Linked DNA regions of Rattus norvegicus: region 2 is linked to region 1. Evidence: chromatin contacts called from public Hi-C data. All regions are on one chromosome and are shown on one strand. The core of a region is the stretch at or near the end of the contact, and the rest is flanking DNA. Distances in the headings are between cores, read along the strand shown. Region 1 overlaps Glcci1 (glucocorticoid induced 1). Region 2 overlaps Ica1 (islet cell autoantigen 1).

The links. A called contact is a pair of places that touch in the nucleus more often than the background predicts.
Region 2: a contact with region 1 is called in a Hi-C map of the Rat2 cell line, with 3 times the contacts expected there. The contact joins two enhancer-like sites. A contact is called at or near these places in 6 of 12 Hi-C or Micro-C datasets (the A7r5 cell line, the Rat2 cell line, frontal cortex and 3 more) and 1 of 1 datasets of contacts at active chromatin or transcription factors (oligodendrocytes).

Annotation. Positions count from the first base shown.
Region 1 is chr4:37,295,352-37,298,414 of GRCr8, reverse strand. The region is part of intron 2 of Glcci1 (glucocorticoid induced 1); the gene reads right to left. It overlaps LOC134486727 (a long non-coding RNA gene), which reads left to right. Exons shown (of 3, transcript XR_010066099.1): 3 at 1-289. Among named protein-coding and RNA genes, the nearest start is that of Glcci1, 23 kb to the right of the region's middle. Within about 2 kb of position 1,439, at least 20 of the 93 cell types and tissues checked have an H3K27ac peak or open chromatin away from gene starts, as enhancers often do.
Region 2 is chr4:37,687,020-37,690,161 of GRCr8, reverse strand. The region is part of intron 7 of Ica1 (islet cell autoantigen 1); the gene reads left to right. Among named protein-coding and RNA genes, the nearest start is that of Ica1, 82 kb to the left of the region's middle. Within about 2 kb of position 1,336, at least 25 of the 93 cell types and tissues checked have an H3K27ac peak or open chromatin away from gene starts, as enhancers often do.

The DNA.
Region 1 (3,063 bases), core at 190-2,689:
ATGCCTTAATGGGAAGAATTAGAAATAGATGAGGGACGGAGAGTCCGAAACTACCTTTGAGTCAACCAAATTCCCTGGGCCCAGAAAGAATGAATAGCTTCCCTGCAATTGTTTAAAATACAAGAGTTTGCTCTCCTTCCTGTATAGTTAGCATCTTTCCCATATCCTGTATAATTAATTTCTTTTTGCTCTATATATCACAATATAGGAAGGGCAGCACACCCCCACATAGGTTCAACATCCTGAACTCCAGTGACTAAAACTCTGTTGGATTATCAGCTAGACCAGAATTAAGTAACAAATAATGTGAAAATTCCAACCATTACACACGGCTGGGAAAATAAGAACTTTCATTACCTAATGAAGTTAAATGCAAAAATCCTCCTGCATTTGCTTTGGAATTTAAAGGTCAAGAGTAAAAATATAGAGAGATCATTATGTTAAATTAAATATATTTGAGTTTGTCTGGTTATAACTATACAAGGACAAGAACAAATTACTTTTTAAATCTATGAATACTTTTTAAAAATCTGTGCATTTGTTTTGTAAGAACAGGAGTTAAAACAGGAAGCACATAATGAAAACCTATTTAGCTTTGCTGTTACAATTAAAGCCTTTGTCTCCACAGAGAATTAAAGTTACTTACTATCCCCCATTATGTGGATGTATGCTTTCACTGTACACAGCTAAGTTTTCATTTAAGAAAAAAGAAAAAGAAAACCATAGAGATCAAAAAATATCTTTTAAAAGTCCTAAATAAAAATAACATAGGCTTACTGAATTATATGTATATGCTTTAATTCCCAGAATAAGGAATATAATAGGAAAGAATCTTTAAGACAACCGATAAAATCTAATTTAATATTTAGGCTACACAAAAAGGGGAAACTAAAATACATACTTCAATATCAATACTTAAAGATGAAATCCAAGCTACTATGAATTACTAAAATAGCTTTAATTAAAAGGAGACTGAGAGCTCTTGTGCCCTACTTTAAGAAGTGCCTGCATGGACCAAAGAATGGGATGGGTTTCAGCTGTATTGTAATCCAATTCTTTTTGTCTCTTTGACAGTTTGCTTGCCCAATTTCATTCTGTCTCCTCTAAAATTATATTCAATATTTGGTCAACAATATTAGTGGAGGCAAGAACAATAATCTACACTGCTTCTTTTCATTTTATATTCTGTTTTTGCTTTAACATAATAAGCTATTGCCTTTGCCTTGGTAGTAGATGGAATTATCTGCCAACATCTAGGCAAAACCTTTCCTAATTTAAAATAACTACAAGGCTGCACATTACACTAGTAAATTTGTAATCAACTTAAAGATAATGTGTTAAAAGTACAATTAAATGTGTCATAACAGAAGAAGGCCTTGGTAATTACAAACAGTGCCAAGCTCACTAGCTTTTAAACAGTAGCACAAGACTGTGAAAAATCGCCACCCAGTGATGCAAATGAAAACTGCAATTTGTTTTTGTGTAAACTGAGTACCCTGGAGGATTACTTCAACTTCATTACTGAATGAACTCTTGCCTTCTTCTGTTGAATACAAACTGGTTACACAAGGGAAAGGATGTTTTCCTACTAACCCCATCCCCTCACTTTATGCGTATTCTACATGTTCTGCCATCTACAATGGCCAAAAGCTTTAGAATCTTTGTAAAGAATGAACATGAACTAATTAGTTGTATATGACTACTCTAGATCTTCCTGTTATCGAGTAAAGTGCGTTGGCTGTGCCTGGACCTGAAATTTCAAGTGAACATTAAGCAGGACTACTAGCTTAAAGCTAGTTTTACACCTGGTGTTCTCAGGTGGAAAAACAAAGGAGAAGGGTGCCATTTTCAGATGTAACAGTGTAATGATTGTGGCCTCTTAGAAACTGTCTATAGAGGCTAATAAGGAGATAATCTAACTGAATCTGAACAGCCCATATTAGCAGGAAATTGTTTCTAAGTCATATACTTTCTCATTGAGAAGCCAGATGATAAGAACACAAAACCAACCATTTTTTGTTCCTATAATGTACATGGTTCAGATGCTAATTTAAAAATCCTATATGACTATATATTAGATAATTTTGGTGAAATGTATCCCTAGGTTCATGGGTGCCCGGCACGTGGGACTGCTTGGGGAAGTTATGGAAGTTTCGGACCTGAAGCCTTGCTGGAGGGAGTCATGGGGAACTGGAGTTCACAGTTTCAGCTGACTTCCAGTTCTTTCTCCTTGCTCTCTTTTCTGATCCCTCAGCTTCTTGATCTGGCCTCAGGCTACCATACCTTCCCTGCTGTTATGGACAACTAGTCCTCTGGAAATATGAGCCCAAATAAACTCTTTCTCTTAGAAGTTTGCTTTTGGCTGTGGTATTTTCTCACAGCAACAAAAAAGTAAATAGTACATATAAAATACGTGAGTATGGCACTGCATTAATAAAATCATGAAAAACACACCACTGAACTTACCTTGTCAAAATATTTTCATATGGTATGCCCTGAGACTAAAGTAAATATTGCATAAAGAGATGGCTATAGAATGACATGACAAAACAGGTAGCTTACCACAACAAAAAAATTTTAAAGTTTGTCTTTATACTTTTTAAATACGAAAATTCCTAATAATGGTTAGGATTTTTATCAGTGAGGTTGATTAAGTCTGTGAATGCTAATGATGTTTTACTACAAAAACATTAATAATATTGTAAGGCTCAAGATGAATCTTAACTACGGGGAGACCCCCCCACCCCAAATGAAACATAAGAACAGAGTTTGATGCAAATGCAAGAGGTTTATTTTCTGGTGTGTTAGGGTTGACTTTCAATCAGCCCCTCGTGGCAAGTGACTGGAAGGCAACCTCAAATGGCTATAACAAGCAATTTTTATATTTTTTAGGGGTATAGGTTGCATCAGCAAGGCTACAGTTTAAACTTATTGGCTAAGCACATTGACCTTTGAATCTATTGGCTAGCAAGCATATGACAAGTATTCAAACTCTATCTGGGACCAGAGAGTCAGGTGACTATGTCATTACATTCTTAGGATTATCAAGAATGTCCCTGCTCC
Region 2 (3,142 bases), core at 87-2,586, 390 kb before region 1:
ACTGATGGATTTATTTTTTGTAGGGTATTGTGTCCTAATATGAATGTCAGGATTTTTTTTCAATTTGCTTAAAAAAAAACTATCTATTTTATGTATGTAAGTGCACTGTAGCTCTCTTCAAACATACTAGAATAGGGTATCAGATCTTATTATAGATGGTTGTAAGCCACCATGGGATTGCTGGTAATTGAACTTAGGACCTCTGGAAGAGCAGTCAGAGCTCTTACCTACTGAGCCATCTCCAGCCCCTGCTTTTGTTTGTTTGTTTGTTTTTTAATAATTGACTTTTCATACCTATAAAGAGTGTCATTGAACTTTTGATAGGGATTACATTAAATCTGTAGATCCCTTTTAGTAATGTAGCTAACTTTACATAATTAGTTGTAGCATAAATATGAAAGTCGTTTGATCTTCTACTGTCTTCTTCAATTGCTCTTTGACAGCTTCAAACTATTTTGTTTTGATTTACTCCTAGATGTTTTATTTAACTTTATTTTTTAAGCCATTGTGAAAAAGATCGTTTTCACCACCTCTCTTTTTCATCGTGTTGATTACTGTTATGTAGAAAAACTACTGATGTTTTTAATGGTAATTTGGTATCCTGCTAAAAGAATTTTCTGACTGAGTCTTTTAGGGTTATTTAAATATAAAGTCATATCATCTACAGGGAAAATGTGACTTCCTGTTTGTATATCTTGTGTATTTATCTTTCCTTATTTTGCTAAATTCTTAAGAACTACACTGAATAAAAATGTTTCCACTTATCTTATCCCTGACTTCAGAAGAAATTATTTGAGTTTTTGCAACTTTTAAATTATTCAGAATTCCCACTCTTCTCACTCTGTGTTTAGATAAGGAAATGACCAATGTACTGAATGTACCCATTTTAAAAGCCAGGAGGAAGGTATCCAGGGACACAAAGAATTCTTCCATCCCCTCTGGAAGTCTGAAATCATGTTTGATGACCTCATGGGGTGAATTTTAAAATATTCCTTTTAATATTTGAGTTCAGGAAATAAGCATTAGACACACAAAAGAATAAAAGCAATTGATATTAAAGTTGTTAGAAGATAGTGCATTAATACAGAGTCCGGCAGTATTATAAAATAAACACTGTAGTCATACTGTAAGCATTGTGATATAGTTTACTGGTGTGTTGACATAGCTCTTTGCAAGTTTGGTGAGTCTTGGCGCACTCTTTCAGACTGTGCTAAGAGTGGATGGTGTCAGTCATATTATACACCCATGTAATGATCTCGCAGGGTAAGTTAGGGTGGAGGGCAGATGGCAGCTATAATCCTGAATGCACACTGGAGTCACACAATGGTTCCTCACATCTGCGGGCTGTTCTGTGACTATGGAGTAAACAACGCTGACGGCCATTTCGTCATCGACATACTGGAGTCATGTCCCTGAGGATTCCCAGAGCAGTAAAAATTTAGAAGCTAAATGTTTAACTTTCCAGAATGTTTAACTTTCCTGCACTAGACAAAGCAAGACTCGCAGAAGCAAACTTCCTTGTTCACTAAACACTCAGCCCAGAAATTGAGAGATCACACATGCAACTGTGAACTTTGCACCGTTGGACGTATAAACTTCACGAGCCAAAAATAGGCTCTTCTCGGGGGGTGGGGTTGCACCACACCAAAATCAAAACAAAAAATAGGCTCTTCTCCTGATCCAAGAGCCTCCATTTCTAACGACAAACGTATGGTGGTTAAAGCCATTTGAATGTTAGGGTTCATGCCTTCTTTGTCCCTTTGCCTATGGCTGAGCTGGTTTACGTCTGTTTGAACCAGGGAGAAGAAACACATTGCCTGCCTCTTTAGGGTTTTCAGAGACATCCAAAGAAAGGTACTAAATAACCAGTCCTGTTAGGTTTCAGAATCCTCCAGGGGGCACCAGAACATTCCAGTGTAGTTGACCATATTTCATTAAATCCAGAAAGGCTATTGTAATCGGTTCCCTATGGTAACTTCGTCAGTTCTGTTGACATTTCTTCTCCTGTGTTCGCTTTAAACAGCATTTTTGTGTCTATGGAATATTTCTGCCTCTCTGAAGAGGAGGAGGAGGAGGAAGGAAAAGTTCATCCCTTGGATGAGCCCTAAGAAACTGGAGCCATTTCTCCACTGGGCAGATGCAAAGGCTCTCAGCCCACTCTGAGGGAAGGATTTTCCAAATGTTCCAAATCTTGCTGGGGAGAAAAAGTTGAGGAAACTGAGAATTCCATTCCCATCCTCAGCCTAATACTGAGCATAAGCTACCCTGTTATTATCATTATTAATAATAAACACGGTAAAGTCAGACAGGCATTCACAGGAGAGGTTTTTTTTTTTATGAATTTTGTGCAAAAGTAAAGGGTTGCCTGGCTACTGCATAATATTACTCAATTCTGGTCCAGGAGTACAGAATTCCAGCAGGCTTCCCGAGCCTGTCCCTCCAATTAGTGGCTACTTCATTACGAATAAAGAACCCTCATTACTGTGGGCCTTCAAGTGAAATAGGATCCCGTACCTCTTGAAATCCGGCTTTCTAAGTACAGACAGTTCCCAACTTAGAAACAATCCACTTAAGAACCACCAAGGCATTCAGAGGCTGCTGGAGCCTCCTGCAGCTGCTGCCCCGGGCCCCCTGCCCAGCCCCCCTGCCCGGCCCCGCCTGCTCTCCTGGTCTGCTCAAGGCAGATCCGCCCACCCCCCTGCAGAGCCAGCTGCCCACCTGCCCTTCGGACTGAATCTCTAGCAGGGGGATTCAGGGAGGCCTCCGAGCTACCGCTGGTTTTATAGTTGAGCTCAGCTTTGGGGTAAATAAGCTTTTGTGGCCTGGCCTGGGAAAGGAACCATCATAAAAAGAGAGAAAGAGGAGGAGGAGGAGGAAAAATTGCATCCATGGGAAAATGTATTTTGCATTCCCAACAACCAGCTGACAGATGACTGTGAGAAGGACTTGTCTGTCTTCTGGCTTCTCACAGCGGGAGAAGGAGAAGGGCCCTACTGTCCCGGGTTCTGGGTCCAGCTCTAGCACTACACTCGCTGTTGGGCCTCAACAAACCCTTTAGTCCCTGTGGATCGATCTCCCATCATGTGTTAAATAGGGTTGGTGTGAATAAGTCACAAGCCTCTGTCTGGTATAATGACTTCAG